Regions from separate parts of the Mus musculus genome. Here region 1 is linked to region 2. Evidence: chromatin contacts called from public Hi-C data. All regions are on one chromosome and are shown on one strand. The core of a region is the stretch at or near the end of the contact, and the rest is flanking DNA. Distances in the headings are between cores, read along the strand shown. Region 1 holds the start of Lig4 (ligase IV, DNA, ATP-dependent). Region 2 holds the start of Evi5l (ecotropic viral integration site 5 like).

The links. A called contact is a pair of places that touch in the nucleus more often than the background predicts.
Region 1: a contact with region 2 is called in a Hi-C map of CD4 T cells, with 6 times the contacts expected there. The contact joins the promoter of Lig4 here to the promoter of Evi5l in region 2. A contact is called at or near these places in 2 of 484 Hi-C or Micro-C datasets (CD4 T cells and regulatory T cells).

The regions. Positions count from the first base shown.
Region 1 is chr8:9,973,471-9,980,011 of GRCm38.p6, forward strand. It overlaps Lig4 (ligase IV, DNA, ATP-dependent), which reads right to left and starts at 2,841. Exons shown (of 2, transcript NM_176953.4): 1 at 2,561-2,841; 2 at 1-337. The coding sequence starts at 308. It overlaps Abhd13 (abhydrolase domain containing 13), which reads left to right and starts at 4,247. Exons shown (of 2, transcript NM_001081119.1): 1 at 4,247-4,549.
Region 2 is chr8:4,161,501-4,167,890 of GRCm38.p6, forward strand. It overlaps Evi5l (ecotropic viral integration site 5 like), which reads left to right and starts at 5,067. Exons shown (of 20, transcript NM_001346730.2): 1 at 5,067-5,263. 4932443L11Rik (a long non-coding RNA gene) reads right to left here. Exons shown (of 5, transcript XR_003947498.1): 5 at 873-1,559.

The DNA of each region.
Region 1 (6,541 bases), core at 1,591-4,090, 5.8 Mb after region 2:
CCTTCTCGTGGTAAGTTCAGCAATTCGATGTAGAGCTTAGCGAGCATGGTTTCTTTGATTCCATAAGCCATCCTCTCTCTTTCTAACTGGGGGAGAATGAGTCTCATTGCAGGGTAAAAAGAGTCTGTAACGTCCTTTCTGTTCTTATGAAGGGCATCATGAAATTTTCTCCACGAATCCAAAAACTCCTTGAAGTGCCTGATTTTTTCTGCACGGTCTTTACCTTTCTGTATCCGTTCTAGTGTGGAACATAAGTCTGCAAAGGGGACATGAGCTGCAACAGTTTGTGAAGTTTGTGAGGAAGCCATAGAAGCGACAACAAATCCTCCGGTTTGAACTGATAAAGCAAAAGGAAAAGTAACTTTAAGTGGCAGTGGCAATTTATAAACATTTAAAACAAAGTGCTTATAGAGGTGACTTAGATCATAATAACTCTTAAGTTTACTTAATAACAGGTCAATGCAATAAGTGGATACACAGGTAGCTGCTTTCCTTCTGGTCCTGACCAACACTTCCTCTCAAGTCTCAGCTTCATTTCCTATGCCTATCAACTTATCTTAAATGTTAACATTCAATGGTATTCTAGCTACTGACTATTTAGCACCGAATACAAAAGTATTATTTTTAGTAATGGAAGTCAAATCAGTTGTGGCAAATTTTATTTCTAAGGTTTAAAAGTAAAGTCTGTTTATGTTTCTTGTTTCTTGGGTAATTATACAGCACCTAAGACAAACTAATTGCCATCAACGATTCTAAGAAATCACTTGCTCACTGAACTGGAGTCCTATTTCTTGGGCATTCTGAAATCTGAACCACAGTTGACAAAGACAAACAACAGCTATCCTTCTCTTCCAGCCAAAAGGCTTATGTCTCCATTTACCTCATCCCTTCATTGACAGCTGGGGCAAACCCCTCTGCCATTCAAACCTCAACTGGAAATCAGACCCCAAAACAGCATCATTTTTACCTATTTTTACCATATATATACAAATATTAATTAATTAATTTATTTTTGGTTTTTCAAGACAGGGTTTCTCTGTGTAGCCCTGGCTGTCCTGGAACTCACTCTGTAGACCAGGCTGGCCTCGAACTCAGAAATCTGCCTGCCTCTGCCTCCCAAGTGCTGGGATTAAAGGCACGTGCCACCACTGCCCTAATTTATAATTTTTGTTCATATTTTTCTGCCTGCTATTTCCCAAATATTCAGTGACTACACATGAGCCAGGCAGTATGATAGGGTTGCTTCTGCTTTATGACGACAGCATATACACTGTAAAGAACAAAAGGCACAAAGAGATCAAACTATGCTAACACAGTGCTTTACCAAATATCAAAATCCCAACCCTAGTAATCACTGCCTTTTCGCCAAAGGTTTTGGAAATCAAGGAAATGAATGAACAGGATTTAGAATGTTCCCTAACATATATTAACACAAGTGTGAAGTTTTGCAAAGTTTTAAATATCCCTACATGTTCTACAGGAATGCATGTCAGTTACTTTAATGCAACTTAAACTATATAATAGTCAAACAAGTATTCTAAAAATAATTTCAAGTAAAATGCATGTTCCAGGAAAAACAACTAATGCTTTATTATGTGACTTCAGACAACAGTATCTGGCCAGGCAGTGGAGATTATGAAATTCCTCATACTCTACTTCCCTACTCCACAAAGAAAAGTCTCACATCAAGTGGCAATTTGTGCTCCCAGTGATGAATATCATATAGCTCAAATTTGTTTGTGGAACTAATTATTAAATGCTTTATGGAAAAAGGAGGAGGGGATCAGGGCTGGGCTGGTTAAATAGACATCAAACATAGTTCAGCCTGCTCTGGAAACTATTCACAGCATTAGTAGCTTATAGAGGACAAAACAAACATCACTTCTAAGTCGTATTTTTCACAGAGGAAACACAACTAAATCAGCAGGTCAGATCAAGATAAGCCACCTGGGACTGTATCTTCTGACATCTGTAACTACAATTTTGGTTAACTGCTTCCCTTGTTGAAGCTGGTTTGCATAACTGACTGCACCAGCCACCTGGGTCCTTCAAGTGGGTACATGGTGGTGCATAATACTACAGTTATAATTTCTGTACAACGCATGTAAGATGACGTGTATTAAATACTTTCTGAATGTCCCAATACAAGTGCACTTCTATAGGTATATCTGGAGAATACATATAGTCTCGAACTTTTTCTCAACGAGCTGGAGCAAACGATTCAAGTTGCGTTTATAATAATAGTGTATTGTAGGCAATGGTGTGAATACACGAGCATCTTAAAACAACTATCAACACAGAAAACCAAGAATTCAAATTGCTATCAAACACACACATTTTGTTCAACACCAACTACAGGAGTTAACTATTTGAATTTCTGCTGTTTTATCACTCGGAGGTTTGATATTATGCTTTCCATCCCCAATAAAACAATTAAGTTCGTTGGCAGGCTTCAGGTGCTGAAGTTCAAATGCACTCAAACATTTTAACTCGTGGTAAAGTCGATGACCACAGGCTTTGGAAGGTGCCTCCATACCTGTTGCATTAGTGCTTTGCTTACCTAAGCAGCCCGTGAACCCCAACCCTGCCGAATGAAGGAGCTGGGGGAGCGCGCAGGTCCCAGGTAGCTAGGTGGCAGGGGGCAGGGCAGCGTGCGGATACAACTAAGCATCAGGACACGATTTCTTCACCCGGTGGCTGCCACCTGAAATCAGTCCCCAGCGAGCCGGCTGCACCGTGGAAGGCGGGTGGTGACGCTGGGACAAAGCACGGGAAGGACGCAGCCTCCCTAGGACCAAGAACCTCCCTGCCTCCTCCAACCCGCCACACCACTTGCTTAGCAGAGGTTGCCCCGCCCCACTCCGACCGGAAGCTGCCGCCACAAGAAGCCGGCCGGGCGTTTCCGCCAGCTGCTTGCCGCGCAGGCGCAGTGGGAACAGGCGAGCCTGCCGGCTTTTAAAGGCACAGGCGAGGCAGGGGCGGGCCGGCGCGGCGGCTCAGAGCGCCTGCGCAGCGCGCCTCCACTGTCTCTGCCTGTAGCAAAGGATGTTCGGTCCCTCGCCGCTGGATGTCATCGTTGAGCCGAATTTGAGGAACTTGGAGCCTGGGTTGCTGCCCTGACAGGACTGGCTTCTGAAGACTTCCAGGACAGAAGAGAATCCTCCCACCTAAAAAGTCTAGGGCTCCAGAAAAAGACTTTTGCAAAATTAATTCAGGTTCTGTGTTCTTGGTAGCCTTTTCACTGTGCAGAAATAATACATAATAATAAAAATAATTATGTATTACATAGTAATAAATAATTCATGGCGCAGAAACATACTTACATGGACTAAAGGCTTTTCAATGGTGCTCGGTGATTTGGAATAAAGCTAGCTGATAGTGTTATTGAACACCTTACTGTCACTCAATAACTATACTAGATACTCAAAATAGAAGTATAAACGTACGCTCCACGTCTCAGAAACTCTTACTTTCCACTGGCATTGGTGGCTATGACCTGCCCTACTCCACCAATAAGAGTTCAGAAATTATAGGCAAAGTGTGGGGAACACTTTCTTTGAAGGTGAAACTTTGCAGTCCTGGTGAGACACTAGAGTGTCAATTGCTTTCAGGGGTTGTCTAATGTGTTTACGCTGCATTTCACAAGGCCGACAGTCCAGGGCTAGTTTAAAGTGGGGCCAGATCCTACGGCTCCGTGTGGCCAGTTATTTTCTCTGTAGTTTCCCTTAGTCTCACGATAGTTTCCCTGTGGTGTTGCAAAGCCACACGTTACTGTACAGGAGCATCAGCGGTGCTCGTACAGCTTGTACAACTCTTACACATCCGTGTCTTATTCAACTGCTCCTGCGCTCCGACGTCAGGCACAGGTCGGGCTCTGCTTTACTGATACGAAAGAACCACAAATTATGAGCCGAGAAAAGCTATTAGTTAATTCAAAGCTCTTGCTCTAATGTGCTTTTTAGCTGCATGGTTAATGGAGAACCAAATTTGTTTTATCCTCAGAGTGGGGGGAAAAAAAAGTAAAAAGGAAGGGCATAACTACCTGAAAGTTAGGCATGGTGGAAGAGAAAGTTTAGTGCAGATAAGTGAAAGAGCATAGCCAAGAGCAGGCACATTTGGGAGAGGAGGGGAGAAGAGGAGAGAAGAGAAACTCCTTGTTCTCCGAAATGTGTTCAGGCAGCAGTTGACTGGAAACGCCGAGATGTATCTTGCCCCTACGGGCTACCGTAGCATGAAGGCGGAGCCCAGTGTCCTGCGCATGCGCATAGGGGTGCACAGGTTGGCTTCGCGCTCCCGGGAGGAAGCTGGAGAACAGGTTATGTGGGGGCCGGCGGGGTTATTTGCCAGGGACACCGCGCGCGAGCCGGAAGTGGAGGCTGCGCCAGCTGGGCCCGCCGCGCCGCAGGAGCTCCGGGCTAGACAGTGGCGACGGCGGCCCCTCGGCGGGAGGAAGACGATGAGGAGCGGCGGGGGCGGCGCGGGGCCTCGCTGCAGCGCGGAGCCGGGTTCCGAGCCCGCGGCCGACTGCGCAGCCCGCCCGCGAGCCTGAGTAAGTGCGGCGGGGACGCGGGCGGCCTCCCCGACCTCCTCACCCCGCAGCTCGGATTCGGGAGCCCGTATCTACTCCCAGAACAGTCGGCCAGCAAACCCCGGGCTTGGGTCGGAGGGACTGGGCGCGTTTGTCTGTAACAGGTGCAGACCTGCTAACCTCGCAGCTGCGGGCGACGGGGCCATAAAATCCAGAGAGTTGTCGCACACTTGAAGTCACTGGGCCTCTTTTTTTTTTTAGCCATTGGTGTGAAGCGAGAATGCATCAGGGAGTGTGCTTGGCTGAGCTGGCAACCTAAAGTAAACCTTTAGTTGTGCACTTGTCTACCAGGCAGCAGGAACCAAGTGACACACTGGCTTTAAGTTTGAACGTTGGGTTTTGTTTTGTTTTTTGTCGATCTGCTCTGTCTTTTGGCATGAATTAGTCCTTATGTGTGTGTGTGCTTAGACATGTTCTTCTCTAAAGCACTGTTTTATCTCACTGAGAATTAATGATTGGCAGTGCAGAGTTATGTCACAGCTGTGCTACCAAAGACTTGACTCAGTTGAGCTGGGATTGAGTTGGACTTGCTCTGTACCTTCGGCCTTGCTACGCGTTGAAAGCGTCCGATGGAGTAACATAAGGTCACTGCCATCACGGAACTCCCAGCCTATATAAGCAGGCTCATCACCCCCTTAGTAAATAGTGCCACATGAGTCGGCCCAGGCTACAGGATGGAACTGGTGACACTGGGAACGAGGTCCGAGGAAAGCTTGCTGGAGGACCTGTAGTCTGAGCTGGGTCTCCACAGAAAAATAAAGCTTCACTCTAATAACTTGAGTCACTGCCGTGATTTAACTGGGATTCGCAGTGCTTACTGAGACTTGCTTTGCTGCGATAGATAAGAAAATGCTTGAATTTTGACTCAGAGGTGGCAGCATTTTATCACCACATCCTGGAAATAGGTATTAGAAAGACCGGGCAAGCAGAAGGCTAGCTGACTTGTACATGTACAGCCACAGGTAGCACTTGGCCTGCTGCCTTTCGCCGGAACGTTGGATGCTCTCCCAGACAGTTCAGAAACTCAGGCACTGGGCTGTCAAGTCTTTGTTTCTCTAGTTCGTTCATCCTCCCAAGATTCCAGTTTCTTATAATTGTTGATCTGCCTCAGGAAAACCCGAGGCCCCTAAAACACCCCACTTTAGATCTAGGGCAAGCCCCAGTTCTTGTAATTAGAATGTTTGGTGAGTGGCAGGCTTCCTAATACCTTATTATATATAGTATGTGCCACTTAGTCTTACAAGTCTTAGATCGTAAAGTAATGTGTATTCCTAACATCAGCTTGCTAGAGGTGCAGTGTTTTCCACAGCAAGAGCAACCTACATTCAGAGTGAGCCTAGGAGCTCAAGGCCTCCTATGAAGTCTGCTTAATAAAAGACAATAAATGCCAACTTATGGTAACTTCTAAAACATGGCCTGTTTGCAGTAGCCTATCACTCTACAGTCTTACATGAGTGTTTACGTTTTCCGGCTTGAGTTTCTTTTTGATGTTTACCATTTTCTTACTTACAGATCTTTATGATCACAGAACAAATTGTCATTGACTTCCCTGGTGGCAGTCATTTGTCATCCAAATTTTTGCCTAAGATGACTGCATTTGCACAGCCTTTGGGGTTTCAAGAGGGAAAGCACAGAGATGTTACTAACTTCTACCTGGTGTAGTTTAAAAATGTCCCCTTCACAGGTTCCCATGCACTCTGGACCCTCCAGCCATCTTCTCAGACAGATCCTGTCCATCTGTCCCCTAGGCCTATTAAGACACACTTACTCATTATTGATGGCATGTGGGTACCATCAGGGAGCTGGATAGCTTCTTCCATGGTGTCTCCAGCACACCAAGAGCAGCTAATTTGTGTTTGCATTTCAGCTGTGTGTCTGGCAAAGTGTCAGAACTTCCTCTCCATTGCTTAGCAGCAAAGGAGAAAAGTTGATGTGAGAATGGAGTTCTGTGTT
Region 2 (6,390 bases), core at 3,817-6,316:
ATCCCAGCAACCACATGGTGGCTTGCAACCATCCATAATGAGATCTGACACCATCTGAAGACAGCTGCAGTATACTTAGATATAATATAATAATAATAATAATAAAAGATCCTGTGAGGTGGAAACTTGAGGGTTCTTTGGAAAATAAGTTGGATGATGTTTTGCTGGGGCAAACATGTGAAGGAATGTTTAGCTGAAGTGGGTACAGTGAAAGACTAAGGCAGACTCATGAAGGAACGTTTCACTGAAGCAGACACAGGAGAGAGGATGTTCTGTTAAAGCAAGCTCGTGAAAGGACATGCGATGATGGATTCTTTGCTAATGATATGCATGTATTGGTACACCTTACATTGAGGAGTTCAGTTCCATAGAAAGAAACACCAAAAACTTCTGGTGGTGTGCTACAGTCTCTTGCCGCTCCCGCAGACTTGGGCTGATTGGCAGAGTGATGTCAGCTGAGGCAAGACATATGTTGAGACAAGACCCGTGGAGGACATATGCTGTTTGGAGAGTACAAATAGGACTCTCTGGATAAGTGACAGAGGCTAAACTAGGCTTGCTTGTAGAATTTGCTGTGCAACACTTGTGGGTCTCTTCACTGATCTTTGCTTCCCTGAGAGAGGCATAGCCAAGAACTTCTCCTGGCATCCCTCTGGTCCCAAGGCTGAGGCCTGGCTGACTCTGCTAGGTCATGTCAGCGCTGTTGCTAACTAGACTCTACTGAACTGGACTGCTGATGGTGGGTGGTGGGCTAAAAAAGGAGGTTAAAGCATTTAAGAACCATCATTAAAAATAGACGTTAAAAAATTTTTAAAATTAAAGTCACAAAAAAAATTTTTTTTAACTAAAAAAAAAATTTTTAGTAGGGTTCATCACAATGCCTTAGTGAGTAAAAGTGCTTACTACTAAGTCTGGGGTACTGAGTTCAATCCTACAATCCACATGCTAGAAACAGAAAACTACTAAAAGGTGTCCTACAACCTAAACACACACACACACAGAGCACACAGAGACATTCTGCTTTTCCAGAAGACCCAAATTTATTTCCCAACACCCACAGGTCAGCTCATCTGTACACCCAGTCCAAAGAATCCAGTGCTTTCTTGTGGCCGCTCTGGGTACCAGGTACACACAAGGTGCACAGATATACATGCAGACAAAACACCCATACACATGAAATAAAAATAAAAACCAAACAACAAAGAGCGTGGGGATCTTAGCGAGTGAATCGTACGTAGATGGTACAGGGCCTGAGAGTATAGAAATAACCCCCTTGTCACACAGCCGTTTCCACCCTCCAGGAAAGAGGAAGGAGGTTTTCAAGACTCAGGAAGTAAGAGAACAAGTCTGGGAAAGGTGAAATGGAACAAGTTTCACCAGGGTCCCTCCTCCAAGGTCACGATAACACCTGCTGCTGCAGACGGAGAATAGGGCTCTGACCCACTTACAGCACTGCCTACAAGTCCTGCAGAGAGCTCTCAGGTGGCAGCTTCCTGGAGTCCTCAGCCATACTGGGGTGTTGTTCTGGTAACACAGCTGCCTCTGAGTCGTCCTGGCTCCTGTAAGTAACCCCAAGAAAACCTCAATGGTTCACCAAGCTGACTTGAGTCAAATTGTTACTTTGGTCTGTTGTGGATTCCCTATTTGGGGTGAGTCAAGTCAGGAAAGGCCTCAGTGTGGATGCAATGATCTGCTAAGAGAAAACAGTGTTCCTGATACAAGTGACTATGTACATGGAGAGTACCATGACACATGCCTAAAGCCCTGCTGTTTGGAAGGTTGAACCCAAAGGATCCCCTGAGCCCTGGAGTTTCAGGCCAGCCTGAGGAACAGACACCACCACCCCATCTCAAAACAATAAAAATTAACTAGGCTGGGGGTGTGGTTTAGTTGGTATAGTGCTTGCCTAGCATGCATGAAGCTGTGAGTTCAAGCCCAGCACCATATAAAACCTAACTGGTGGCACTGCCTGTATTTAAAGCTCTTAAGAGGTGGACACGGGAGAGTCAGAAGATCAAAGGTATCCTTGGCTACTGAGTGTATGACCACCCTGAGCTAAATGAGGTCTTGTCCCAAAAGGGGGGAAAAAACTTTTTTGTGGCACTGGGGATGAAGGCTTTGGTCTCATATATGCTTAGCAAGTTTTCAACTATTGAGCTACATCCTCAGATTTCCCAAAATTTCTTTTTAGCAATTAAAGAGGTGGCTCGGTGATTAAGAGTACTTGCTGTATTCCACAGAACCTGTTTGCTTCACAGCCTTCAGGTAGGGTAGCTCACAGCAGCTTGTCCAACTGCAGAGGGGCCAATTACTTCTTCTGGCCTCTTCAGGTGACATGAAGACAAACTGAACTAATTTAAAAAAATTTTTTTAAAATAAAAGCTGGATTGCGGTGGTGCATTCGTTTAATCACATCACTTGGGAGGCAGAGTCAGGCAGATCCCTGTGAGTTCAATCCCAGCCTGGTATATAGAACAAGCTTCAGGACAGCCTGGGCTACATAGTAAGACCCTGTCTCAAAAAAAAAAAAAAAAGATAGATAGATAGATAGATAGAAACATATAGATAAGAAATTTTTAATTTTTTTTTCAAAATAATTTCACTGTACTAAGAGGCCAAAAGAGGCATAAGAGGATATCCTAGAACTGGAGTTACAGGTAGTTGTCAGCCACCAGATGTGGGTGCTGGGAAGTGAACTCAGGTCCTCTGTAAGAGCAATTATCAATCTTAACTCCCGACTGAACTGTTCAGGTGCCTATCCTCCTCTTTTGAGCCATGCTTCCATGTAACCTAGGCTGGCCTCAGAGTCACTGTGGAGCTGAGAACGGCCTCGAACTTGTCTTCCTGCCTTCACCTCCCTGAGCTGGGGACTACAGGTGTTTACTACTATATCTTTTTTTACCAACGTGCTAGGATCAAACCTGGGGCTTCGTGCATGTTAGTTAGGTAGGCACTCTACCAACTGAGCTGCATCCTCCGCAGGAGGTTGATTTCAACTTGATGCTGTTAAATAGCACAGCACACAAACGGGCTGTAGAAGAACTTTTCTTTCCTTTTCTTTTCTTTTCTTCTCTTTTTTTTTTTTAGATGAGGGAAAGGAATACAGAAATGTGGATGGAATGAGGTTTTCAATCACCTGAGTATTTAGTAATAGTCTAGTTTTTCTTAACAGTTTCAAAATTTTAATGGGGCAATATAGATAAAAGAGGGAGAGTGTATGAGATCAACACTATAATACACATCCATGCACTCTGGAAACTAAGGTAGGAAAATTCTGAGTTTGACACCAGTCAAATGCGCTGCGAGTTGGAAGCCAGCTTGAGCTGTGGTGAGACCCTATCTCATAAATTTTAAGCCGGGCGTGGTGGCGCTTGCCTTTAATCCCAGCACTCAGGAGGCAGAGGCAGGCAGATTTCTGAGTTCCAGGACAGCCTGGTCTACAGAGTGAGTTCCAGGACAGCCAGGGCTATACAGAGAAACCCTGTCTCAAAAAACAAAACAAAACAAAACAAAAACAAAAACAAAATTAAAAATTTAAAAATCCATGTGACTGTCAACTGTTAGTATCAAATAGAAGCCCTGACTATACAAAAGGTTAAGATCTCAAACCTTAGAAATCCTGACAGTCCCTATTCTGAATAGACTCCTCTGTTTCCCCTCGTGTCCCCCCCCCCCCCCCCCGATCTTCAGCCATCATGCTGAACTTTTTTGTAGCCTTTTGTGAATCAGGCTGTACTCCACTACTCATCAGTCTCCTCCAGAGGGGAACCACTCCCCCTGCTGAACCTATGATCTCAGCTTTCCTTCTATGACACATCCTTCCTTGCCCCACCCTGTCCAAGGCCCATAACCCACACCCTGGAGTCATCCTCTTCTCAAGTCTTGTAGCTGTCAATGATGGGTCATACATGCTCTCTGCCCTCACTTACTTATTAAAAGAATCTAGGATCTGGCCAAGGTGGTGAGTGGAAGGTGAAAAGTGGGAGGATCTGGAGTTCAAAGTCACCCTCTGCTACACAGAAAATTTTGAGGTCATCCTAAGACTACAATAGACTCTGTCTCAAAAATTAAAATAAAAAAAAAATAAAAACAAAGTGGAAGGAGAAAGGGGAGGAGGAAAAAAACGAGGACAAGGGGGAGTCGGCAAAAGAACCAAGGTCCCATTCATTCATTCATTCTTCAAGCCTTTAAAGCAGCTCTCACGTGTGCGGCTCTGGACCCAAAGGAGACCTGACACCCCCTCCGCCGCTCTATACCCCATCCCCGCCCCGCCCCGCCCCGTCCCAGGAGAGATAATGGTTGGGGCAAATGAAGGATGCAATCGGCGTTTTGATGCCAGATTCACCCAGCAAGGGTAGGACCTGACCTAACCACCCGGCCACCACAGAGATGCTGGCTCTGAAGAGAGGCCTTCTGCATACGCCCGATCTAAAACCCAAGCCAGGAGCCCGGCCCTTGTCTGGTCCCGCCTATCCTTGCACCGAGACACGCCTCCTCATTAACTCCTCCATTTCATTCAGCCCATGGCCTTAAGTCCTACCGCCCAGGACGCCAACCTCATTCCCAGTCTCACGACTCCATTGGTCAAATACAAGAGCCCGCCTTCCATCAGTGTCGCTGACTGCTTAGAAGTCAGGATCTCTTTCACAGCACACCCCTCCCATCTCAACAGTTACCAGGGACGAGGTTTGAAGAGCAGATAGTAATGGACGGCTCAGAACCTCTCATGATTGGGTAGAATTCCAGCTCTGGGCGGGGCTTAGTGCTTTCAGCTAAGGGTTGCTCAAGGCCTCAGCTTTCCTTCCGAGGCACACCTCTCGCCCATCACTATTAGTAGTTTAGGTGTCGATCAATATTATTACTTATTTTGATAGGTAAAATTAGATGTCCATCACAGATTCTCTCATTTCAATTCGCTCCTCTCCTCAGAGAACCGTAGCCAGGGTCCGCCTCACGGGGTGGCTATGGATTGGTCAGGTCTTATGTCATTCTTCTACAGTGGGCGGAGCCAAAGGCCTAAGGGGGCGGTGAATTGGTTGACTGGGCTGGGGGGCGGGGGGCGGGGCAGCGGCTCCTGTCAGCGGGTGAAATGGCAGTGGCGGAGCCAGCGACGGCCGCGGTCCCCGGGGGTGGCTGATTGAAAGGGGCCGGGCCGCGGGGTTTGCGGGACCCTCGAGCAGACGTGACCGTGGGTCGGGGCATCGGACGACACAGCGCAGGGACAGCGAGGCTCGGCGCGGCGATGGAGGCGCTCTCGGCGCAGGTAGGGCGGCCCGAACCGGGCCTCTTCTCCTTGGGGGCGTCAGTGCTGCGGGGCCCCGCGGGGAAGCCAAACCAGGAGCGTGACCTGGGGTCGCCTCGCCTCCAGAATCCACGCTGGGAGCCTTGGCATTCCCAGTCCCGGACCCTGGAACTCCGGCCTCCGCCCACCCTCCTTCCCGATCCCCTCAGGATCCCTCCCAGGGCTCCTAAGACCCAGTGTCTCTTCGCGACGTCCCCCACAGGCTCAGGACCTCTGTACATCTTTCCCAAGACTCCTCTGTTAGAATCTGTCCAGGGCTTCCCCATCCCCCAGTCTGCAGACCTGCCCCCCCCCACACACACACACCATGAGCGTCTCCTTTCCAATCCACAACCACCACCACCACCACCCCGAGTCCCAGGACCCCTCCCATCTGCACATCTCTTGCCTTTACATCCCCCTAAACCTCCCACTTGGCTTCCTGTCTTCTGTGTCTGGCCTACACCCTCATCCTCTCCAAGGAGACCAAGATCAGAGCCCTATACTCTTTCTTTCTGACTCCACAGAAACCCATGCCTCACCTCTTAAACGGAAAGATTCCCAACTGAATCCAGAGACATCAGCTCAGCCTGCTCACTTGGCACCCCTCCTGCTCAAGGGCTCCAATAAAAACAAAAACAAAAAAAACATCACTTCTAGTCTTCTGAGAAGACTATACACTGTTGCTGATCTTGAGCCATCTAGATGGCATCTTCCTGAAGAAATGAACACTCAGGACTTCCCAAAAGACCAAAAGATAGTGCTGAATCCCATCCCCCATAGACACACCCTCCCCATCCATCTTTCTGATACAGAGTGGGGTCATTTAGATACCCCTAAATATACAGGAACCTAAGGGCCCAACCCAGACCCAGGCCCATGAGTGCTCTCCCCCCCCCATCTCTCTCTCTCTCTCTCTCTCTCTCTCTCACACACACACACACACACACACACACACACATGAGAACTTCTATACACCTTCTTGAGCCCAGTACCCTCAACAGACCTCCTAACTCAGACAAAAGACAGAAGATTGTGAGGTGGCAAGCTCTGTCCCCAGCACCTAGCCTGTCCCTTCCACCCCATTCTCTTTGAGTTGGGACTCCAGG